Linked DNA regions of Mus musculus: regions 1, 2, 3, 4, 5 and 7 are each linked to region 6. A link is a contact called in public HiChIP or PLAC-seq and promoter capture Hi-C data. All regions are on one chromosome and are shown on one strand. Each heading gives the region's core, a stretch centred on a gene start, on an enhancer-like site or on the middle of the called end of the contact. The rest is flanking DNA. Distances are from core to core; before and after follow the strand shown. Region 1 holds the start of Pklr (pyruvate kinase liver and red blood cell). Region 2 holds the start of Fdps (farnesyl diphosphate synthetase). Region 3 holds the start of Slc25a44 (solute carrier family 25, member 44). Region 4 holds the start of Paqr6 (progestin and adipoQ receptor family member VI). Region 5 holds the start of 1700113A16Rik (RIKEN cDNA 1700113A16 gene). Region 6 holds the start of Khdc4 (KH domain containing 4, pre-mRNA splicing factor). Region 7 holds the start of Clk2 (CDC-like kinase 2).

Region 1 (3,113 bases), core at 139-2,638, 450 kb before region 6:
ACAACACCTGCAAATCTCACAAATATTTGTTGAATGAATGACCATGGCAAAGATAGCACAGTAAGGAGACACCAGAGTCATGCAGGCGGCCCAGTGTGGCGGCCCAGGGTTGGGTGGTCTTACCGATGGTGGCAATGATGCTGGTGCTCCTAGCGGCCACAGGCTCTGAGTCGATATCCAGAAGGCAGAGGTGTTCCAGGAAGGTGTCCGCCATAGCTGCGGGCAGTTGCTGCTGCTGGAAGAAGGCAGTGCCCAGCTCCTGGGTCAGCTGGGCCACACTGGCACGTCTCAGGTATCCTGCTGGCCCTGCGGTAGATGGGGACTCAGGATCCTGCACAGACAATCGCCTATCCCCCATGTGCTTCCTGCCAGTGCACCCTGTGTCTATTCAGCCCTCCGGTCTGTGTGAGGAGGCCTTCCTTCAATCTGAGTGTCACACATTACTTTGTTTAGTCTCCAGGGTTCTATGGAGCAGGCTGTTAGATGTGCTCTTTCCCAACTTTACAAGGAAGGAAAAAGACGGAGAGAGAAAATGCACTGTCTAAGAAAAGGGCATCTTCCAAGGAAGATGATTCAAATCTAGGTCTAGCTCAAAGCTGAGTCCTTACGGACCCAGTTACCGAGACCCTCCCCCACCCCGCCCCCCAGCAGACCACTCAGCCTCAGCACCCCCAGAAGCCTCCCTCAAGTCTCAAGGCATCTCATTCTCTAGGCCTGGAATCTCTCTGTTACTTTTCCTTGTTTACTTCCTTCTAGCTCCAGGCAACTCTCTGGCTTCCCCACTTCCCTCCCCTCCAAGTTCCCTCCATCTATACAGTGCGGCTCTATCCCCTGCCTGCCCCCTTGTGGGGGAAACCCCCGTAGCTTGACCCAGCCCGGCTCAGTAGAGCACCTTCCATACTGCTGCGTACCTGCTGTGTCTGTGGGTCTGCTTTATACTCTGCCTTTGTCAGTGGGATGGGGCCTGGCACAGACGAGATCAGTCCTGGTTAAAGTATAACCAGCTAGCATCTCTCTTGCCAATGGAAGCCTTGTACACTGGGGGCCAGAGTCCAGGAACCACGGGAGTGCCCCGTGGCGTCCATGCTGCCGGATCCCCTTTGGCCTGTCTGCAGAGCCTGGATCAAAGGCTCAAATCAAATTTAACAGAGGCTGTAGTGGGCATCCTTCCCCCAAGGCCTCCACCCCCAACACTGATTCTACCCTAATTCTCCTCTCTGTTCAGTGGCTTCCCTTCCTCTTCTTACCTCCTGGAGCCCCACTTAAAGCAGACTTTGCTAAGTCTTTTTGGGACTTAAAGATCCAGGGCCAGAGCTGCTGGGGTAGCTCGTTCTCTTGGACAGACATGCTTCCAAAGTGTGGGACTGGGGCTGCAAGAACCACAGACTGGGAGGAGAGTGTACCCTAACTGCTGGTCTTATCTGCAGGAGCCAGAGAATAGAAAAGAGGCACACCCAGTAGGCAGCCCCATCCCCACACAGAGTCCCTTCTGGAGGGCTGTCGGTTGTCAGTCCCCACATCTTCCCTTCCCCTAGGTCATCCGTTTTTCCTGGTCAATTTTTAGTCCATTCATACTGTCAGTCCATCAGCTTCAATAGAGACTAGTTCATCGCCAGTGATACAATCCTTTTCTCTTTGTATTTTATTGACAAGAATCTTAGGTATATTCTCAGAGCAAGAGCTTGAATGTGGGGACTAGATTGTGGAAAAGAGGGAGGAACTTTTTTTTCTCTTCTCTTCTCTTCTCTTCTCTTCTCTTCTCTTCTCTTCTCTTCTCTTCTCTTCTCTTCTCTTCTCTTCTCTTCTCTTCCCTTCCCTTCCCTTCCCTTCCCTTCCCTTCCCTTCCCTTCCCTTCCCTTCCCTTCCCTTCCCTTCCCTTTCCTTTCCTTTCCTTTTCTCTTCTAGACAGGGTTTCTCTGTGTAGACCAGGCTGGCCTCGAACGCAGAAATCTGCTTGCCTCTGCCTCCCAAGTGCTGGGATTAAAGGCGTGCGCCACCACCACCTGGCAGAGGGGAACCCTTTGATAGACGTTAGAGGGTATCTCAGTTTCTCGCATCTGTTCCTCTGTGAATCCAAAGATGAAACTATAAACAGTTCTAGGCACTAATTGATAAACTTGTTTAGATTGATGTTGACGAACCATATTAGTAAACACAGGAAGCCTGAGCACAGGGGAGTTCTTCAGCCATCGTGGGGACATCGCACCCAACTCACTTTTTACCAAGGCACCAGGGAGAGTGACCTTGCCTTGCTGACCACCATGAGCATAAGCTGCAGTCCTGCTGTCAAAATTCCCTATAACTACCCCAACCAACAGACGGGCCACCTGGCACTTACTTTTTTTCCATATCCCAGATGACCCTAGACTGGGGATTCTCTTGACCCCATTCTTGGGTGACTTTACAAGTTCAGCAAAGTTGCTAGAACAGTGGGATTCTCTAGGAAGGCTTCCATGACACTATGACAATGACAATGGCCAGTGACAACCCTGGAGGATACAGTGGGAGTCAAGCAGATAGAAAGATGGAACCTTCGCCCTCCATGGGTTTTAATATAGTGTGTGTGGGGAAATGACAGACTACTAGCAAATAAATAAATACTTTAAACTGGGTAAGGGGTGTCAGGCATGGATCATAGGACTGGGCAGGGTGGCCGGGTGGGACAGTGGTGTATCTTAGGCACCTCTTAAATAAGATGAGGCTTTCTTTAATGTGATTATGCTTAAGCTATTAAGGATGAGAAGGCACCAGCAGGGGCTGCAGGGGCAGCAGGGGCAGCAGGGGCAGCAGAGGAAAGAGTTTCCTGTAGGTTGCATATGTCCCATAACTCTGAGGAACAAAAGCTTTTTGTGTAAGAGAAACTGGTTAGGGGGACGTGGCCATGGTAAACCTGGGCGCCTGAGCAAAGAGCCACTGGTATGGCTGCCAGGGACATAATATAATTCAAGTTAGGTCTTAGGTAGCTCTAGCTGACCGATGTAAACAGTCATGGATTCAGAAGACAGAGGTGAGTCTTGGGAGTTGATCAGGGTGGGAGGTGACAGGCTAGCCTGGGTGGCACTGTGGGGGAGGGGAGAAGTCTGTGAGATGTGTTTTGGAGACAGGCAGACAGA
Region 2 (3,068 bases), core at 556-3,055, 420 kb before region 6:
GAGGCCAGCCTGGTCTACAGAGTGAGTTCCAGGACAGCCAGGGCTACACAGAGAAACCCTGTCTCGAAAAACCAAAAAAAAAAAAAAAAAAAGAAAACAGACAGGAGGACCAATTGGCTCACAACTGTTGTGTAAATATGTCATGAACTGCCTTGAATCAACAGTGGCTATGCTTTCAGAAGAAAATGTTCACAAAGCCTTTGTTCTAACCTGAGAGACGTTTGCCTCTGCTCAGGAGTGTGAGGAAGGAGCCAGTCACCTTGGAAGTCCACCATCGCTATTACTCAGTAGTCACAGCCCTTCCCACGTCGGCCTGCCTATCAGGGAGTCTACTGCCTTTTCCCTCAGTATGAGATAACCATCTTAATTTATTCTTTTCCATTTGCAAAGCCAGTGGTTGACAGCTCTTCTCTTCTTGCACAGACTTGGCATCCTGGCAGTTAATTGGGTATTACCATGAGTTTGTTTCATGACTATTTTTGTTACCCTGGCTTGTCTGTTTCTTATGTTGTTACTGTCCAAAGGAGCTCTAAAGAAAACTCCATTTCCTCAAATTCTGACCAAAACTAGCATTCGTTAGGAACTTGTGAAACCGGTTCCCCTTTACCAAAGGGGTTACCCTTACATGGGCAGCAGAAGGGACAAAAATTATGCCGGCCTCCAGGCTCCCCCAGTATATCCAGGCTCTCACAGTATATCACATGTTCCTGGCTCTTCTCAGCTCCCCCATTATCCTAAACGTCTCTATCTCAGGAGCTTCTCTTCCCTCACTTCACATTCTTATAACCTCGGCTATGCTGTTTTGGCCCTCCCTTAAGCTCCCTACCTTCTCTTATGCATGGTCTAGTCCCCTCTGCGAGCCATGTTCAATCTACTATTTTCTCACTCTGTGAGTTGAAGTTTAGCCAGGTCTACAGTGAGAGTTCCAGGACAGCCAGGGCTACATGGAGAAACCTTGCAGAATAAACCAATGTGTAAAGTTTATCTTGTCTAGACCCTTCAACCTTTTAGTCCGGAGTGGTAGTGGTCTCTTTCTTTGGGACAATGAAACTTATTTCTAATACTTCAAGGACAAGTCCATTAATGTCTGAGGTGGTTTGTAGTTTCAGGTCTCTTTTCTGATCGCGATGGGGTTTGGGGTGGAGTAAAAAGGAGTCAACGTGGTGGGCTGGCAAACTGTGAGGCCGAAAGTTCTAACATCTGCTTTGAGTTTTTACCTTTTTGCTTCAAGGGCGCCAAAGTACCTGGGGGAAAGGTGTTGTTTTCTCTCATATAGTCATATAGTCTTCCAAGTAGCCTAAAACTCATTACACGACCCATATTGGTTTTAACTCTTTTTTTTTTTTTTCCCTCCAGCCCCACCCCATGGCTTTAACTCTTGATCTTATTGCCTCACCCCTTCTAAGGGCTGGAAAAATGAGCGACTTCACCTAACTAGAATCAAAGATGTAAGAAGTGATTTGCTAGAGTTGGAAATAGGAAGCTGCAAGGCTGGTTATTCCGGGATCTTAGAAACACTGTCAACCAGAAGCACTGGAAGAACTATAGCTAGGAATTAGATAGCCAATTTCCCAGGCTTTCGGTATGGGTGTACCGACACCGCCGACCGCCTAGTGGGCTGATGGTCCGCGCGCCACCCTTTCATTGGCCAGCCGTCACAAGGCCCATGCTCACACGAGGTAATTTAGCCAATCAGCGAACTAGGCCACACCCACCCTGAGACACAAGTCTGAGTTTCTTGCCGCCTAGTCCGTGGCATGCCGGGAGTCGTAGTTTTATATTTATGTTCTGCCTCCTGAGCCTGGAGACTGGGAACTACAACTCCCAGAGTGCTGAGCGGATGCACGCTCAGCTTTTAGGTGTAAGCCGCAAACATCTTGGACCCCGGGAGAATCCGCGTTGAAGAACAGGTGAGAGCTATTGTTGGGGCTGGAGCTGAGGTTTACCCGTGTCTCGGATCGGGTGAAGCTCCGAGGCACTAAAGGACCAGTCCGTGTTGGAGTTACGGGGCTTGGGGTCGGTGGGCCAGAATGAACGGTTTGCTTGTGCCTTCGTGAATTTCTAAACGCTGGCGTCTTCCTCAAGTCTTCCGTACGCCAGGCCTTTAGTTTACTCTTGTGAGTCCTCCCACGCCCACCTGTTGCTCGGAGGCCGGCTGCGGTTAGCACCAGTGCCGGGACAGATGACAAGCGCACAGCACCTTCGGCTCCAGTCCCCTCATTGGGACTATCTAAGAGCTTCCCTCTCTTTCCCCTACATCCGGACTCCTGGGTTCCAGCTTTGGCTCTTCGTCAGCTCAGCTCTCTTACATTCACTGAACCTCAGTTCGGTGTCTCCATTAACATTGTGACTTAAGGACCTTGCATCCCGTAATTCCCGTAATACAATGTTCCGAATTGTAGTGAACGCAACCTTGGAAGTAGAAAGTGTTCAGTTTTAGCCATTTTCGGTTTAAGTGAAGATCTATTGGATCTCAGTCACTCCGACAAACTTTTCATTTCCTGTGTGTTTTTTATGTAATTCTTGAGTTTAGAAGCGGGGTGGGGCGTTCTAATGCAGGAGGTAACAAGCTTGGCTTGGGGGATACCTTAGGTAACTGCTACCAAGCATCTGCCTTCGGTGCTTGCTCCTGCAGGGAGTGCTTGGTGCCCCCACCCCCATGCACACCCAGGATGCCCCTGTCCTGCTGGCTGAGATCTCTGGGGGTCTTCCTGCTGCCAGCCCCCTGCTGGGCACCCCGGGAGAGGTGGCTTGGTTTCCTACAACGACCCTCCCTGGCATATGGGTGTCCAGTCCTGGGGGCCTGGCACAGTGCCCGCTGGTGGTGCCAAGTGTGGACAGAGGAGCCTCGGTGAGTGTGGTTGGGGTGTGGGGCTTCGGGGAGGGAAGCACCCGAGCCACCCTCTCATTTGTTTGTGTGTGTGTTTTTTTTTCCCTCAGAGCATTTAGCTCCTCTGTCAGAATGAATGGGAACCAGAAATTGGATGCTTATAACCAAGAAAAGCAGAATTTCATCCAGCACTTCTCCCAGATCGTCAAGGTGCTGACTGAGAAGGAGCTGGGACACC
Region 3 (3,363 bases), core at 769-3,268, 260 kb after region 6:
AAGAAAAAGAAAATTAGACAACATTATAACATGACTCCACCTAGTGCTGAGGCTGAAGTGGGTTTATCTTTTTCCAGTTGCTTTTATATCATTCTAAGGACATGCAAAGAATAAGGTCAACTCTAGGTCAAGGAACAAACAATTCTGGTGGTATTCAGGGACTTATCAAGATGATCAAGAACTTGAGCCCACATCCTCGTCCTAGCCAATGTCAAATTCCTGCCAAATTTCTAGAAGGCAGCCCCAAAGCTCTCCACGTTTCCCCAAAGCTAGAAGGGACTCTGAGTTTTCCCCCAAGCCCCCAGAAAGAAATGAATGTTCAGAGGCCATCACGATGTCTCAAGCCTGTAATCCCAGAACATGCCATGGTGAGGTAGAACCACTGCTATAAATCTGAAGTTACCCTAGGACCATGGTAAGTTTCAGAATAGCTTGGGCTACAATGTGAGACCTTGTCTCAAAACAAAATCACCTGGTACCCATTAATTACTACATTCAAACTTTGTTTTTATGTATCAGTATAGTTGAAAAAAAAAAAAGACAGATTGTGTCCTAGTTTGCTTTCCATTACTGTGATAAACAACACGACCAAAAACAATTTGACAAAGGATTTATTCTATCTTTTCTTTGATCTTTTTTGTTTTTTTGGTTTTTTTTTTTGAAACAGTCTCTTTATATATTCATGTAGGTCCTGGAACTCACTATGTAGATCACGCTGGCTTTGAACTCACAGGGATCCTTCTGCCTAGCCTCCGATGTTCTGGAACTAAAGGCTTGTGCAATCACACCCAACCTGGATTAATTTAACCTTACAGGTTACAGTTCATAATAAAGGCAAGGCAGGGCAGGAACCCAGAGGCAGAAACTGACACAGAGACTAAGAGAGAGTATATAGTGCTTTCTCCTTGGGTTCACATTCAGATTGCTCAAGGGTAGCACAGCCCACACTGGGCTGGGCCTTTCCACATCAGTCATTAACCAATAAAATGCTAACAAATCAGTCCACTGAAAGCAATTACTCGATTTACATTTCCTCTTCCCAGATGAATCTAGCCAACATCAAGCTGACAAAAACAAAACAACAAAATCTTTTTTGGGGGGCGGGAGTTGGGGGTTTGAGACAGGTTTCTCTGTGTATTCCTGGCTGTCCTGGAACTCACTCTGTAGACCAGGCTGGCCTCGAACTCAGAAATCTGCCTGCCTCTACCTCCCAAGTACTAAGATTAAAGGCGTGTGCCACCACGCCCGGCAAAACAAAATCTTACCAGCATAGACTGAAAGTATAGAACAAACAAACACCTTTTAAAAATATATATATGTGTAAAACCAGACCCACAGCTGGTGTCACCGCTGTTTATCCAAATTGAGTTACTATATCTGAAAATTAGCTACCTTATCGTGCCTTCCTTTACCTCTACTGTTTGGGCTCCAAATATGAGAAAAAGCTACGGAAAAACTAAAGATTAGATTTCCCCTCCTCTCTACTTAAAATTCGAATTCTAAAATTTAGGTTTGAATATAAAGATTCCACTAGATCTTTAAGCAAAAGGTGACTTCACTGTATTGTCAAGAAGAGTCCCAGAAACCAGGAGTGGAGGAGCAGGTCTGCAATCTTAGCACTTGGAAATCTGAGACAGGGGAATTAATGAGTTGGACGCCCCCCAGGTCTTGGTAGCAAGACTTTTCCCAAAAAGAAATGAAAGTAAAACAAAAAAAAGGAGAGAGAGAGAGAGAGAGAGAAGTAAAGAAGAAAAAGAAAGAGAAAGGGAGGGAGGGAGGGAGGGAGGGAGGGAGAGAGGGAGCAGAGTCCTCTGCCTCTGGGTTTAAGTGTCAGCCAATTACGAAGTCCCCTAGCAGGACTCGTTTGCGTGGTTGGCTTGAGGGCATATAGAAGCTAAAGGAGGCGGGGCTAGTTCCCTAATCCAAGATGGCCGAAGAGGCGCTTCTAGAGGGAGGCTCAAAGGCTGATAATGCCATTGGTGGAATTACCGCTGCTTCACAGTGGGAGGGAATGACAGCATCTCAGTTTCCGGTTCCGGCAATACCGGGATCCCAGTGGAGATGGAGGAAGATGCGAACCGAGTCTGGCTGTCGCTGGGACTGGAGGATAGCGCGGGGGCTGCGGTCTAGGAGTCCCAGTCTCAGACGCGGCTAAAGCGCTGGGGTCTGAGAAGGAAAGCGACCACGGTGCTTAGGTGTCTTGAAGGATCAGAGGTACCTAAGGTTCAACCTGTCGAGGAGGCAGTGGATATCTGTCTGTTCTGCGGGGCTGCATCGCCATGGGAAGCCGCTCTGCAGTTTTGGCAACGAAAGGCAAGTCCCCCGAGGCATCTCGTCCTGGCCGAGGAGCATGAGAGACTGACAGCTAGAGAAGCCTGACGAGGGGTATGCCCGGGGACTCTGAATTGGCCGTGCAAGAGCCTGACAGAAGGTGCATAAAGGAGGGTGTCACGTGGAGTGTGTGGAGGGGATTGTCATGTGGTGTGTGTGATGGAGGATCACGTGGAAATCTATTGAAGACCAATGAAGACTAGGTGGAACCTCACCATGCCGGAGGGAGGAGGCTTAGATTGGGAGGCGACATAGTCAGGACCTAGTGAAGGGCAATGAATAGCTAGCGGGACAGTTAATTCGCGTTTATGTGGGTGACAGCTCCCAGAATGCAGAACCTGAAGTGGCAGAGAGAAAGAAAAGAGGGTGCTGGGAAGTATCTGTTTTGTCTGAGAATGGCAGCCTGGTGTCTGGTCAGGAGTTGACCCGATGTGGTGGGAGTGGCTGATTGGAATGGACCAGTTAATCATCATTGTGTCCACTACCAAGGATGGAATCAGAGGACTCCTAACCTGGTTCTAATGATGCTGGAATCTGAGAATAGTTATAGTTCTTATAAAACTGACAAGCTGGAATAAGTAAAGCAATGCTTCTCACATTTTACAATCCATATATTATCTAGAGATGTTAGAGTGTTGTTTCTTATCAGCAGGTTTACAGTATGGCCTGAGTCCCCTCTGACCCCCAAGACAGGTTTTACTGTGTAAACCAGGCTGACCTTAAACTCCTGTTTCTCTTGCCTCAGCCCCCTTGGGCTAGTGTGATAGACCTGTGCTACCACACCTAGGTCTGCTCTTATATAGACAACTATATTGTCCATGCCATCTGTGGACCAGATGGCTGGTGAGGACTTGGAGTAACCCTGCTCAGTAGAACCTTGTGCAGTAAGGGAAATACTTTACTGTTAGCAAAATCCTTCCACAGTTGTTAACTCCAAGGGCCAAAGATCTAGCTCAGTTGGTAGAATGCGCATAGCACACAGCTCAGAATAAACCCGGCAAGTGTTATCGTGGCTCACATCTATAATCCCAG
Region 4 (3,113 bases), core at 198-2,697, 320 kb after region 6:
ACGAGCACGAGGCGACATGGAGCTAAAGGTGTGCGCACAGCAGGATGCGAAGGGATAGAGGCAGGCGGGCAGTAGGAAGACCAGCAGCGGTAGGTGGTATGGGTCCGCGCGAAAGCCCGGGCTGCCTAACGCCAGGAGGCGCCACAGGAAGTACCTGCGCCAGGCACCTGCTCAGGCGCTGGGGCCGTAGTGCCCCTGCCCACCTGGCACCCGTCTGAACCTAATTCGCTCACCAGGTGGGCAGGAAGTGAGTCCAGATGTTGACCGTCTCATTAGTCATCTGGAAGGAGCTGAGAACACAGTCTAAGGCAGAGCTTGTGGGGCATCGGTAGCCAGACATGATGCCTTCTTCCCAAAACACCTGGGGGTGGTGGGGGAGCAGAGCAGTCATCATTAGCAGGCCTTTCCCCTCCATGAAGTGTCAGGTAGCCGGGCATAGTGGCTCATGCCTTTAATCCCAGCACTTGGGAGACAGAGGCAGGTGGGTCTCTGTGAGTTCGAGGCCAACCTGGTCTACAGAGTTCCAGGACAGCCAAGACTACACAGAGAAACCCTGTCTCGAGAAACAAAAAACAAAATAAGAGGTGTCTGGAAACACGATAGAAGATGCACTAGAGATTGCAGTGGTCCCAAGTCAAACACAACCCAACCTATTTCTTACCAGCCTTCCAAACCCACAGGGCAAACAACAGAACCAGAATATTGGGATTAAATAGGATGGGGGAATACACACACACAGGGTGTTCTGCAGATGGGGATTCTGAGAGGAGGGACGTTTAGGAATGTGAGTAGAGGTCACACGTTCTATACTGAAATTGAAACGTAAGAAAGTTAGCTTGCAGGAAGAACTTCCCAAATAGCTAATATGAGAAAAAGCTCTGCCCCAATGAGTTCTCTGAGGAAGGCGAGGTTGATGGATTGGGGCCCCTCACCCGGGGGACCTGATGGACTCGAAGGAGTTGAGGCATCTTGAGACTGAGCATGGTGGCCGGATACCTCCACGTTGACCTGGAGACAGAAGGTCAGGGATTGGCACCCATCCGGTTTCCTATGACCAGATTCAGACTAGAGTCAGCCACTCAGGTGGCCCCTTTCCCCTCCTGGTCCTAGCCTGGGGCATCCAGTCCTGCTTCAGAGGTCCTCAGTCTCTGCGGGTCTGCAGTGAAGGGCTCCCCAGCAGCGAGGCTGCCTCCTGTTAGTAACTCCATTTGCGCCTCGGCCAGAATCCTCAATCCAGGAGGCCCCACATAGAGGACTAAGACCTCCACACCCAAAATTGGTGCCCTCGAGGAAATTGCTAAAGAAGGGCAAGGAATTAGGGGGTGTCCTCCTTTTCTAGAGGATACCACTTGTGCCCTTGGGAATACTCAGAGCCCCTGCCCCTCCTGGGTCCCGTGCCCCTCAGCCCAGACCTGTTTGCCGCGTCCGGGTGGCCTCGGCTCCGCCTGCCCGCCCGCCTCTCAGCCGCCTCTCCCAGCACATTCCTTGGCACCGGCGGAGGGGCGGAGCGAATGAAGTGGGCGGGGCCACTGACCTGGACCGATAGGACCCTTTCTCCCATCTCAGACTAAAACTTCCCAGCAACTCCACCCTCTCTTCTTGCCTCTAGCTCCGCCCATTCTGGAGTCTTTCTAGGATCTAGGGGGCTTCACAACCAGTTTGTCCTCTGAGATGGGTTCTGAGGATCTTGCCCAGCTTAACAACACAAACCTGGTCCCCAGACCCTTCATCCCAAGTGAAGAGGAGGTGTAGGAGAGATGCCTGTGCTGAGTGTTGCCCAGCTGCCCCGGGAAAGGCTGAGCTGAACCGGGGAGAGGTCCCTCTGCCCTCAGCAGTAGGGTCTGGAGAGCTCTGCTGCAGTGAGGAGTGCGAGGCTGGGAAGGTGCTTCACTTCCATTTCCCCAGATGTGAGCTGCATTATTACCCCAGAGATTGACCACGCTCCCAGCCAGGCTGACTGGACTCCACAGGCAGAATCTGGTTCCTGCCACTCAGATTGACAGGGGAAAAAAGTGACTGAGGATGTGGGCCAGGCCTGGCAGAATGGAGAGACAGGAGAACAATCTTAGCCTTGTCTGCCTGTCATGGGGCAGCACGGGGTGGCCCAGCCCCATTAGCAGGCAGCTCACTTGGCCTCCTGCACACAGCCAGCCCTTCAGGGTGTGTCTGGACCCGCTTCACTGTGCTGTCTAGATCAGGCTAGGGGCCCAAGCTGGGATCTAATCTTCTTTGACCAGGACACCTGGCCTGAGTCTCCCACGATCTGAGGTTGCTAGCAGGAACTCCAAAACCAACTGCAGCTGCATCTCAAAAGCAATGCCTATTTTGCCCTTGGTGAATGTTGGCCCACCTGAGAAGGAAGGATGCACCAATCTAATTTACCTTGCCACCGTCTGAGTTGCCACCCCAGGATGGTAGGAATAAAGAACCTTGATTTCAAGCCTCACCCTTTATCCCTTCTGGAGGACATGACCCAGATGGGAACACCAAGCCAGCCCCAGACAGTAGATTCATCAAACACTTCTGCAAAACAGGTATGGTGCTTCCTGTGATCTCAACCTTGGAGAGATGGAAGGAACCACTGAAGTCTAAGGCTGGCTTGGCTATGTAGCAGTTTGGAAGCCTCCTTGAGTTTCCTAGAACTCAACTGCATGTGCTGGAGATACAGTTCCGTGGTACTGATGTGGAACTCAAGCACTGCTTCCAAAACACCCCAAAGGTACGGAGTGTTCCAGCCAGGACTGTGTGAGTGGAGGTGAGGGTGTAAATGTTACTCAACATGGATAAGGCTCGGACTCTCATGACAAAGGATACAGTGACTTACAGTCAACCAAAGGCAAACCTCACAGGCACCTCAGAGGGGGCAATGTAGGGTCACAAGCATCACTAAGTCTAGGTCTAACCATTAAGTCCCCTGTACTCTTATCAACAAAAGCATGATTCTTGGAGGTAGGCAAGACCCTGGGTAACAACTATTCAAAAAAATATCACTGGCAGAGCATAGGGGCACATGCCTTTATCTCAACACTCAAGAGGCAGATACAGGCAGACCTCTTAGTTTTAGGCCAGCTTAGTCTAGAGTGAATTCCAGGACAGCTACAAAGAAACTCTGT
Region 5 (3,352 bases), core at 265-2,764, 510 kb after region 6:
GCGAGCAACAGTCCCTAACAATATAGGACCCCTGGGTGGGGAGATAGGGCCTCTTGGCTGCTTCACCTGGACAGTGTTTTTTGGGACTCCAGCATCTTAAGCCTCAGCTTGGGATCTGTCTACACGATGTGGCGGCCACTGTAATCTGGGAACGGAACTCCTTCTAGGCAAGTGCTCTACCATTAAACTAAGCTATACCTCCATCCCAATAGAAGGGTTATGTGAGGACCTCTTGAGTGAAAGAGTATAAGACAAACTGTGAAACCTCTCTAAATAAATATTCTTACTACTGTAGCAAGGTGTCTGCACAGATTCAGGCCAATAGCTCTCAGGCTATTCGCACTATAATCTTACCGCCAGAAGACAGGAAAATAGAGCAAGGCGTGTCCAACCTGTGGCCCATTAAAGTGGACGGCATCTGTGACTACTTCTCCAAACAAAATCATTTGTGGCTCTTTTTTTTTTTTTTTTTTTTTTTTAGACCAGAGTCTCTTATATTTCGGGATAGCCTTGAACTTCTAATCCTATATGCACACACCAGGTCGAACTCCAGCAGAACTCCGGGCTCGGAGCTACATCCCCAGCCCCGCGATTTTTTTCTTTTTTAAATATTTATTTGTTTGTTTATTTATTTATTATATGTAACTACACCATTCATTTATTTATTTATTTATTTATTTATTTATTATATGTAACTACACTGCAGCTGTCTTCAGACACCCTGGACTGGCATCAGATCTCATTACAGATGGTTGTGAGCCACCATGTGGTTGCTGGGATTTGAACTCAGGACCTTCGGAAGAGCAATCAGTGCTCTTAACCACTGAGCCATCTCTCCAGCCCCCTTTTTTAAATAATTCAATCACGCAGTTTTTCGGCGTGGACTTTGTGGTTAACAGTTTTGACAATGACAAATCGTTGCATTCGCCTGTCGGATTCTCCTTCTGGAACGCCCAGGCAATGCCAGATCTTACGCAGTGCTGTCAATCTCAGTAAAATTGCCAAGGCTGAGGGTGCTAATTCTCAATTTGTGCAGGAAGTTGACGATGGGGGTTTTACGCATGCGCACCTCCTCAGAGCCCCAGAGAAACTGCCCAAAACTAGAGCTTCACGTAGTTTCACCCTTGCTGAACCTTCTGAGTACTACGCACGCATCTTGTGCAGGCAGCGGTTGGCCGGTGCTTCCATCACTCACCCGAAGGGCCAATGGAGTGAGCCTAGTTACCTACTTCCCCCTGAGTAGCAGGCGGCGCCGGGCGTGGCTTGAAGGCCTTTGTTCCACGCGCGGCGGAACTTTACGAGAGGCTCCGGAGCGTGCTCTGCCACCTGCTAAGCCCCGGAGACGCAGTCAAGGGTCTCAGCGACACCTTGGGGGAGTGGGGCAGAACGTACGGAAATGGATGTTAGGCGACTCTACAGCCTACCTTCTATACCCGCCCCCTTTCGCCTTAGAGTGGAGGGTTACTTTGAAACCCGGAAGCAATTCATCTCCGGAACACACCGCGGGTCACGTGGGGGCGGTGCGTAACGGGCGCGTGATCCGGCGTCCTGCGGGTCTTCCCCTCCCCAGGGGCACCCAGCATGCTTTGGGCACGTGGCAGCTCATGTCCTAAATAGGAGTAGTCCTGGGCCGCTATCCTGTGAGGGTGGAGACGCTCCCCGAGACTGGACAGACACCGAGAGGTGGAGCTGAGCCAATACGAGGCTAAGGGGTAAATCTGACTCACCCGAGAGGCCGGAACTGACCTGCTGCAAACTACCAAGGAACTTCGCTAGGCTGGGTGGCTAGAACGGGGGGGGGGGGGGGGGACCTGTAAACTATGCTAAGGCTACCTCTTCTATTTGAGACCCAAGTCTGAAACAGGACAGGAAAGTGGATTTGCTCTTCGTCCAGGTAGTGAGTGATTTCAGGCTGCAAACATTCAGGTCCAGAGCCTGAGATGAGATCGCCTGGGTCCCTTCCACATCTGCTGATCCTTGAACAAGTTCCCACACAATCACAAGGCTGGAAAAGATAGCCCATGGGACTAAAGGATGAGTCAGACCAAAATAACCACTGGCCTCGTGGCATGAACAGTTAGACAGCACTGATTGCTCCTAAGAACCACTGACCTTGATAGCTGAGTCCAAGAGACCCACACCCTAGTTCTATTTTATATGGCAATACTCGAGGAACTCGTCCTTCAGCTAAAAAAGAGATCAGCTTCAAAAAGTTGCAACTTGGGAGTATTTTTTATTAAAAAAAAATGTGTATGTACACATGTGTCCTGAGGAGACCAGAGGGGTGTTGTATAAGAATGTTTGCTGGGGGAGTCAGTGGTTAAGAGCATTGACTGCTCCTCCAGAGGACCTGTGTTCCATTCTCAGCACCCACATGGCAGCTCACAACTGTCCTTACATAGACAGACATGCAAGCAAAACATCAATGCACATAAACAACAAAAAATGTTTGCTGACCTGAATTGGTTCTAGCACCCATGCCAACATCTCACAACTGCCTGTAACATTAGCTCCAATAAACTTGATGCCCTGCTCCAGCCTCCAGGGACACTCATGCACACACACACAAGAAAATAAAATCCACACCATTGCATACACTAGCAAGATTTTATTGAAAGGACCCAGATGTAGCTGTCTCTTGTGAGACTATGCCGGGGCCTAGCAAACACAGAAGTGGATGCTCACAGTCAGCTAATGGATGGATCACAGGGCTCCCAATGGAGGAGCTAGAGAAAGTACCCAAGGAGCTAAAGGGATCTGCAACCCTATAGGTGGAACAACATTATGAACTAACCAGTACCCCGGAGCTCTTGACTCTAGCTGCATATGTATCAAAAGATGGCCTAGTCGGCCATCACTGGAGAGGCCCATTGGACACGCAAACTTTATATGCCCCAGTACAGGGGAGCGCCAGGGCCAAAAAGGGGGAGTGGGTGGGTAGGGGAGTGGGGGTGGGTGGGTATGGGGGACTTTTGGTATAGCATTGGAAATGTAAATGAGCTAAATACCTAATAAAAAATGGAAAAAAAAAAAGAAAAGAAAATCCCCCCCGCCCAAAAAAAGCCGGGCAGTGGTGGCGAACACCTTTAATCCCAGCACTTGGGAGGCAGAGGCAGGTGGATTTCTGCGTTCGAGGCTAACCTGGTCTCATAGTGAGTTCCAGGACAGCCAGGAAACAGAGAAACCTTGTCTCGAAAAACCAAAAAAGAAAAAGAAAATCACATAAAAAACACAACAAAAATATGCACTGTCTTTCATTTGTGTAGGCACCATGCCAGATAATGTCCAGTCAGTATTTTTTAAGATCCTTGGGATCATGTTAGAATGTTTGGCTTAGTTTCATTTTATTCTT
Region 6 (3,275 bases), core at 125-2,624:
ATACAAATGAGTATTTTTAAAACACTGACTTGATATACCAGAACTTCATGGATCAAAAACATATTGCCTCAAATATCCATAAAAAAAAACTGAGTTTAAGTTTCTAAGCACAAAAACTAGTCCATAAAAGTAACAAGACCAGCCAGGTGGTGGCTGCGCATGTCCTTATCCTACGTAGATGGCAGAGACGGATATCTCCCCATTAGTTCGAGGCTAAACCACGGTTCCAGGACAGCCAAGACTACGTGGACTTGTCTCGAAAAACAAAACAAGGGAACTACATCAATTAAAACTGCCTGACTTCAGGATGCAATGATGGGGCACAGCACTTGGGGGGTCAGAGGCAAGAGGCATCTCTGCAAGCAGGCCAGCCTGGTCTAAATATACAGAGTCTCTGCCTGAAACAAAAAAACCAAAGCCCATTCATTGCCTTGCAGGAACAATTTAACAAGGTATCATCTAAATACTCCCAAACGTGATCTTCACTCTAACCGGTTTCATCTTCATTAACCCCAATGACCAAGCAACTGAAAGGTGAAGAAAGGGGAGGAAAAAGAAAATCCCGAAGCGCAGAGCGTCTAGCGCTCGCAATACCTTCTCGGCCGCATTCTGAGATGGTTTCAGCTTCCCTTTGGCCATGAGCATAGCATTGATCTTGGCAGCCACGGCAGCGGCGGCATCCAAGGCTCCTGAAGGAGCGGCGGCGGTGGTGGCGCCCCCGGGGCTCGCCCCGCTGCCAGCGACTTCTCCACCTGGGGCCGTTGGCGGCAGGAAGAGAAGCGGAGCTGGCGCTGGCTGATCCCATTTGCTGCGGCGCCTACAGGTAGGAAAAGGGAAATCCTGAGGCCCACGGCCTTCCTTTGTGTAGTCTCCCCCTTCGTACACTCCATCCCGCGTCGCCTGCCATGGTCCCGAGACGTGCCCGAGATTCCTATCTAAAGCTCAGTCCCACTCCCCTTATTCCGATCCCCTTACGAAACATTTCCTTTCCAGTCACTTCCATCCGGAGACTCGGCTCGGCCGGGAACGCTCTGCGTTCGCCTTCTCCTTGGCTCGTCCTTCTAAAAGGCTCCGAGTTCCCTCCCTTCCCTCTCGCACCGCGGCCGGCCTCTTTCCGGGCGCCCGAGGCCAGCTCAACATTCTCTCCAGAACCCCGGCCTCGGCATCCGGACGCGTCCTACTAGACGGCCCGTCCGGCCCACACGCAGCCTCGCCGGTCTCCCTGCCCCGGGCCCGTGCTCGCTGCCCCCAGCCTGGCCCGCGAAGCCCTTACCCGCCAGCGGCAGGATGTGTCGCGCTCCCTGCGGACATGGCGGCCTGCTCCAGTCAACCACCCGCCAACTACCCACCACCGCCCTCCCGCCACTTCCGCCCAACGCGCTGACGCACGGCCTTTTCCGGCCGTGAGGTAAGGCGGGTCCGGTGAGGACTCTTGATTCCGATTGGACCCTCGGTGATTTAAAGCGTCTGGCGTCTCAGTGACAGGAGTGCCTGCCTGTCGACTCTCCGGCTTGCTCTCTTGCCCTTAATAAAAATGGTTGTTGGGCCTGGTTTAAAAGCGAGTTGCGGGCTAGGAGAATCCATTTTTATTGTGGGCAAGCGAGTTGCCTGGAAGACAAGTCAGAAAATGAAGCCGACTTTCTCCGCGTTCTCTTTGCTCACGTGGAGTCCCAGCCTGTAGCGGAGGAGAACCCTGCCGGCGACTTCAGCGCACTTCTCGATTCAGCTTATGAAAAAAGGAAATGATTCTTTCCAAAGTCATTTGCACAACTTCCTTTTCTTTCTTTCTCTTTTTGTTTTGTTTTGGGTCCCCCACCCACCCACCCTTAGGGATAGGAAGCTCCAGTCAGCCCGCTGCATGGGGGGGGGGGGGCTGTTCTGGTGGCCATGAGCAAAAACATTGGTTTTGGCAAACTCGTAAGCACTTGGACAACTTGTTATAAAACAAGTAAAGTTGGAGAAAAACTGCTCAGCGAGGTGGAGCTTTTAAAAAAAACGAAGCCAGGGACTGAGAGATAGCCCTGCAGACGAAGGTGCTAGTAGACAAACAACGATGTAAGTTAGATCCCTGGAGCACACAAGGAAAGTTGCTCTCTGATCTAAGAACTGTCATAATGGAGATTAAAAATCAAAAGTTATGAAATCCCCTTCTCTGAGGGCTGTGTGTTTACACTTGACTGCCTCTTCAATATACTGAAAAGCTTTGAATTCTAAGGAGTTTTGGGTGAATCTGAAAAACAGATCCTTAACGTTTATGCAAGTATTCTTCCAACAGAAAGCAAACAAACCCAGAATGCTAGCTTATAGAAATACTTACATTCCGACATAATTCATAGAATAAAATTCACTTGGGGCTGGTGAGATGGCTCAGTGGGTAAGAGCACCCGACTGCTCTTCCGAAGGTCCAGAGTTCAAATCCCAGCAACCACATGGTGGCTCATAACCATCCGTAACAAGATCTGGCGCCCTCTTCTGGAGTGTCTGAAGACAGCTACAGTGTACTTACATATAATAATAAATAAATCTTTAAAAAAAAAAAAATTCACTTAAAAGCTAAATAATAGAGAGTTTGGGCACATAATAAATAAATATACATTTGTGGTAGGGATGAAGACACTGCTCTGTGGTGTCAACCACACTAGTGTGAGAGGTGCTCCCTTGATCTTTTAGGGCTAGACTCCAAAGAGTCTTTGGCTTTTTTGACTTGGGAAAGAATTGCAGGACGAACCAGTGTGGAGCAGAGTTAAGTCCAAAGTTCAGTTGCCAACACCACACAAAGTAAATAAGTCTTGAGGAAACAGACTTGCCTGAAGAACACCAGGCTTGAATAGTTGAGTCATGTGCTCGACTAAAATCAGCATGGCAAAGCAACTTTGATTCTACATTCTTTCTTTCCTTCCTTTGCCTCTCTCTCTCCTCTCCTCCCCTCTTCCTCCTCCCCCTCCTCTTTTCTTCTCTCTCTCCTCCCCTCTTTCTCTTCCTCCTCCTCCTCCTCTTCTCCCTCTCTGTCTCTCTGTCTTTCTCTCTCTCTCTAAGAGGTCTTGCTGATACTATGTGAAAGGACGTGAACCTACAACCACCACTGTAAACCTAAGTATCTTTTATTCACCTGATATACTTGTCATCTCTGAGACATACTGCCTCGATCTGCTAACCTAGGCCTGGTCCTGAAAACTTTTAGCCTCTGTACAATCTTATCTAGGCCTAGCATGATTTCAGCCTCTGAGACTTACTGTTGAATAAGTGTTCCCTTTCTAGTTCTTTCTGAACTCTGG
Region 7 (3,109 bases), core at 471-2,970, 480 kb before region 6:
GTGGTCCCACAAATGTCTCTCACATGCCTGGCCAAATTTTTCACACAGTTGTAAAACAGCACAAGGGAAGTGTGTCCATCTGTATGTCCCCAGCACCACTGGATTTATTAAGCAGGAAATAACTGCACTTTTCCTTTTCTTTTGGGTTTGAGGCAGGGTTTCTCTATGTCGCCCTGGCTGTTTGGAAATTGATTTTGTAGACCAGGCTGGCCTGGAACTCACAGAGATCCACCTGCCTATGCCTTCCAAACACTGAGATTCAAAGGGTGTTCCGCTGCCCCAGTCCTTTTCTTTCTCTCTTTCCTTTATTGAGACAAGGTTCTATTATGTAACCCTGGCTGGGCTAAACTTACTAAGCATATCTGGCAGAATTTGAACTCAGAGATCTTGTTAGTGTCTGCCTCCTGAGTGCTGGTATGAACGACTTGCAAAACCACACTTGACATATCCTAAGCTGGTGTCGATTTTGATATGTAGCCTAGGATGGCCACGAATATTTTCTGATATTAGTTCAGTTCCAAGTGCAAAAATTACAGATGGCTGGGGCTTACAAAGGCTGGAGATCAACCCAGGGCTTCATGCAAGCTAAGTGACCCCCACCATATCAACTGAACTATATCCCTAGCCTACTAAGTACTTCTTAATTAGTATCAGTAATACTTGGCCGGCAGCTGGGCCTCCATTAAATGAAACTGGACTAGTTAGGGTTCATGAGTCCTGTTTTGGTCAAAGGGGAAAATCAGAGCAAAATCACTGTCATATCCAGCAATACGATGAGCCTCGGGGGCAGTCTTGGCCCAGGACATGAGGTCTGTAGGTTTGACTCCAACATCTGGTCACCATTCTCGGCCGCTTCCTCACAACCTTCTTAAGGAAAGTGAGCCTATGGTACACTGGCCTAAAGTGGCTGACAGGAAACCAAGAAGATGCAAGCACGAGGCTTTCCCAGGTAACCCTATCTTGATTAACTTAACATAAATGCAATCTCACTTTGGACACCAACCAACAAAGCCACTGCGTTCTTTCCTAGAAAAGCATATCTAGCCTAACTTTCTTAACTTCTAAACCCTGTTTCTTCCTTGCTTACTCAGAGAAGCTAGAATAATTTCCTAGCCTCAAACTCTTCCTCTACACTGCCATCTTAACACTTTTCGGATCGTATTAAACCCTTGGTCCAACTTTTGCACGACTGGGACCGCTCCGGTGTCTACCTCATCACTTCTAAGGCTTTTCCAAGTTTACTATAGGTCTTGCTGCTACACCGAAACACGTCGACCTCCCTCCCTCTCATCTCGCTACTCTGCTGCTTCGAGAGCCCGACACTCCTAATTTCTCCATATCCCGTTGCCGTCCGTCTGGCGGTAGCCATCTTTCCGCGGCCCCAAGGTCCGCCAGCCCGCGCGCTCACCGTTCTGGCGGCGAGGCCCGTGCGCTTGTCCCACAGGAAGTCCGTGATGGCGGCGGCACTGCGGCCGGAGTCCCGGCACCCCCGCGGCGACGAAGTGCGGTTCCACCCCCCAACCCGGGGCCCTGGGACCTCCCGCCCCGTTCCCGGGCTCTGCTCCAGTCCCGCCCGCCCGGGCTCCGTCCCCGCCCCCAGGATCCGCTCGGCGCCTCTCGCACCGCCCCCGCCCGGGGCCCGATCCCAGCTCGGTCTCCGGCTCTGGCCTCTCCGCTCCGCCGCCGCCGCCGCCGTGAGCGAGCACGCACGCACAGACGCACGCACGTCCTGCGTCACTTCCCAGCCTCTGATGGGCTCCGCCCCCCGACACCGGGCCCTTCGGGCCAGTGAGCCGCTTCCCCTGCGCCTTCCAGAGTTAGAGAAGCGGTGGGTGCGCCTCTTGGTTCGGGTCTCGAGGCGCTCGGAGCTTGTCACGTGTTTGTTGAGTCTCTAGGTCTTTTTATCCTTTCCCATGACACCTTCCTCTTGCTCTTCACCAGAAGACAATTTGTGGCTTATTTAATATTGGCTGTTTTAAAGGATTGTTAGTTATTTACATTGTATCGCTATTGAGCAAACGACTCCAGTGAGGTTTTGTGAAGTCTGGTTCTTCAAACAAAACTTGAAAATATATACCCTCCTGCTTCCGAACGCCAGCAAAGAAAGGTTCCCTCTTTGTTCTGCACAAAAGTATTTCATGTTTGGGGCAGGTGCACAGACATAGAGGAAGGAGAATCGGACGCCGTTGTGTTTTAACTAATCTGTATTAAGTATAAATTTACCGAATCATCTTCCTTTCTTTTTAGATTTACCTTAAATTATTTTTGTTTCTGTAGAAGGGTATGTGCATTTCAGTTCAGGTTTTCATGAGGCCTGAAGAAGGGGCCAGTCAGATCCTCTGGAGCTGAAGTTACAGGCAATTGAGGGCTTACCATTGTGGATGCTGGATCTGCCAGAAGATTGCACTCTTAACCACGGAACCATCTATCTCTCCAGCTTCAGTTTACTAAATAGTACAAAAGAAGAAGGAGAAGAAGAAGAAAACGAAAAGGAAGAAGCAGCAGCTAAACATGGTGGTTCATGCTCATAATCTCAGCTCTTAGACGACTGAGGCAGGATTATTTGGAGGAGCTCAAGGCCCGCATGGGCTGCAGTGTGAGACTGTTTCAAAATCAAACCAGCTCAGGATGTGGCTTAGTTGGTGGAGTACTTGCCTTTTGCCCAGAATGCCCTGGCAAGAGAGCCATACATACAACCTATACACGTAACCAATCCCAGGACATAGGAGGTGAAGGCAGGAGGATCCAGGTTATTTCTTCCTTCCTTCCTTTTTTTTTTTTTTTTTTTTTTTTTTTTTTTACTTCAGTTTTTTGAGACAGGGTTTCTCTGTGTAGCTCTGGTTGTCCTGGAACTCACTCTATAGACCAGGCTGGCCTTGAACTCAGAAATCCACCTGCCTCTGCCTCCCAAGTGCTGGGATTAAAGGCGTGCGCCACCACTGCTGGGAAATCAAGGTTATTTTTGCTATATAATGAATTTAAAGCCAGCCTGAGTACACTGATAACCTGTCTCAAAAACAAAGGTTTGGTTTTGTTTTATCTTTTGTTTTGTTTTTTGTTCTTGTTGTTGTTGTTGAGGGGCTGGAGAGATAAGTTAGCAGTTATGAGC

The links. Promoter capture Hi-C pulls out the DNA fragments that hold promoters and counts their contacts. HiChIP or PLAC-seq counts read pairs in DNA pulled down with a chosen protein or histone mark. Capture Hi-C pulls out chosen DNA fragments and counts their contacts.
Region 1: an HNF4G HiChIP or PLAC-seq map of pancreatic cancer cells shows a contact between it and region 6. The contact joins the promoter of Pklr here to the promoter of Khdc4 in region 6. A contact is called at or near these places in 5 of 39 promoter capture datasets (cranial neural crest, frontonasal cranial neural crest, liver and 2 more), 4 of 115 datasets of contacts at active chromatin or transcription factors (bone marrow-derived macrophages, embryonic basal ganglia, large pre-B cells and 1 more) and 3 of 9 other capture datasets (adipose tissue, liver and pancreatic islet).
Region 2: a contact with region 6 is called in a promoter capture Hi-C map of adipose tissue. The contact joins the promoter of Fdps here to the promoter of Khdc4 in region 6. A contact is called at or near these places in 14 of 39 promoter capture datasets (the 3T3-L1 cell line, the C10 cell line, the HPC-7 cell line and 10 more), 3 of 484 Hi-C or Micro-C datasets (B cells, cerebral cortex and embryonic stem cells), 9 of 115 datasets of contacts at active chromatin or transcription factors (astrocytes, cardiomyocytes, craniofacial prominence and 6 more) and 3 of 9 other capture datasets (adipose tissue, liver and pancreatic islet).
Region 3: a promoter capture Hi-C map of adipose tissue shows a contact between it and region 6. The contact joins the promoter of Slc25a44 here to the promoter of Khdc4 in region 6. A contact is called at or near these places in 3 of 39 promoter capture datasets (the SN4741 cell line, pre-B cells and stem cell-derived epiblast-like cells), 3 of 484 Hi-C or Micro-C datasets (CD8 T cells, cardiomyocytes and granulocyte-monocyte progenitors), 6 of 115 datasets of contacts at active chromatin or transcription factors (the SCID.adh cell line, effector CD8 T cells, embryonic stem cells and 3 more) and 2 of 9 other capture datasets (adipose tissue and liver).
Region 4: a contact with region 6 is called in an H3K27ac HiChIP or PLAC-seq map of embryonic stem cells, with 5 times the contacts expected there. The contact joins the promoter of Paqr6 here to the promoter of Khdc4 in region 6. A contact is called at or near these places in 13 of 39 promoter capture datasets (the 3T3-L1 cell line, the C10 cell line, cranial neural crest and 9 more), 1 of 15 datasets of contacts at CTCF or cohesin (the NIH/3T3 cell line), 24 of 484 Hi-C or Micro-C datasets (cortical neurons, embryonic stem cells and nephron progenitors), 8 of 115 datasets of contacts at active chromatin or transcription factors (double positive thymocytes, effector CD8 T cells, embryonic stem cells and 1 more) and 3 of 9 other capture datasets (adipose tissue, embryonic stem cells and liver).
Region 5: a promoter capture Hi-C map of pre-B cells shows a contact between it and region 6, with 3 times the contacts expected there. The contact joins the promoter of 1700113A16Rik here to the promoter of Khdc4 in region 6. A contact is called at or near these places in 1 of 39 promoter capture datasets (pre-B cells), 2 of 115 datasets of contacts at active chromatin or transcription factors (bone marrow-derived macrophages and double positive thymocytes) and 1 of 9 other capture datasets (liver).
Region 7: a contact with region 6 is called in a promoter capture Hi-C map of liver, with 6 times the contacts expected there. The contact joins the promoter of Clk2 here to the promoter of Khdc4 in region 6. A contact is called at or near these places in 21 of 39 promoter capture datasets (the 3T3-L1 cell line, 3T3-L1-derived adipocytes, the C10 cell line and 14 more), 8 of 484 Hi-C or Micro-C datasets (CD8 T cells, LSK cells, cerebral cortex and 3 more), 14 of 115 datasets of contacts at active chromatin or transcription factors (the SCID.adh cell line, astrocytes, cardiomyocytes and 10 more) and 2 of 9 other capture datasets (adipose tissue and macrophages).

Annotation. Positions count from the first base shown.
Region 1 is chr3:89,134,417-89,137,529 of GRCm38.p6, reverse strand. It overlaps Pklr (pyruvate kinase liver and red blood cell), which reads right to left and starts at 1,388. Exons shown (of 11, transcript NM_013631.2): 1 at 1,248-1,388; 2 at 124-306. The coding sequence starts at 1,347.
Region 2 is chr3:89,100,704-89,103,771 of GRCm38.p6, reverse strand. It overlaps Fdps (farnesyl diphosphate synthetase), which reads left to right and starts at 1,805. Exons shown (of 10, transcript NM_134469.4): 1 at 1,805-1,910; 2 at 2,941-3,068. The coding sequence starts at 2,963.
Region 3 is chr3:88,423,796-88,427,158 of GRCm38.p6, reverse strand. Slc25a44 (solute carrier family 25, member 44) reads left to right here and starts at 2,018. Exons shown (of 4, transcript NM_178696.5): 1 at 2,018-2,431. The coding sequence starts at 2,388. Gm33513 (a long non-coding RNA gene) reads right to left here and starts at 2,079. Exons shown (of 3, transcript XR_375819.2): 1 at 1,990-2,079.
Region 4 is chr3:88,362,923-88,366,035 of GRCm38.p6, reverse strand. Paqr6 (progestin and adipoQ receptor family member VI) reads right to left here and starts at 1,447. Exons shown (of 8, transcript NM_198410.3): 1 at 1,413-1,447; 2 at 933-1,008; 3 at 234-361; 4 at 1-154. The coding sequence starts at 983.
Region 5 is chr3:88,175,947-88,179,298 of GRCm38.p6, reverse strand. 1700113A16Rik (RIKEN cDNA 1700113A16 gene) reads left to right here and starts at 1,514. Exons shown (of 3, transcript NR_045997.1): 1 at 1,514-1,712.
Region 6 is chr3:88,683,886-88,687,160 of GRCm38.p6, reverse strand. Khdc4 (KH domain containing 4, pre-mRNA splicing factor) reads right to left here and starts at 1,374. Exons shown (of 14, transcript NM_028814.4): 1 at 1,274-1,374; 2 at 595-817. The coding sequence starts at 1,311.
Region 7 is chr3:89,163,406-89,166,514 of GRCm38.p6, reverse strand. Clk2 (CDC-like kinase 2) reads right to left here and starts at 1,720. Exons shown (of 13, transcript NM_007712.4): 1 at 1,409-1,720. It overlaps Gm45927 (predicted gene, 45927), which reads right to left and starts at 1,720. Exons shown (of 19, transcript NM_001310017.1): 1 at 1,409-1,720.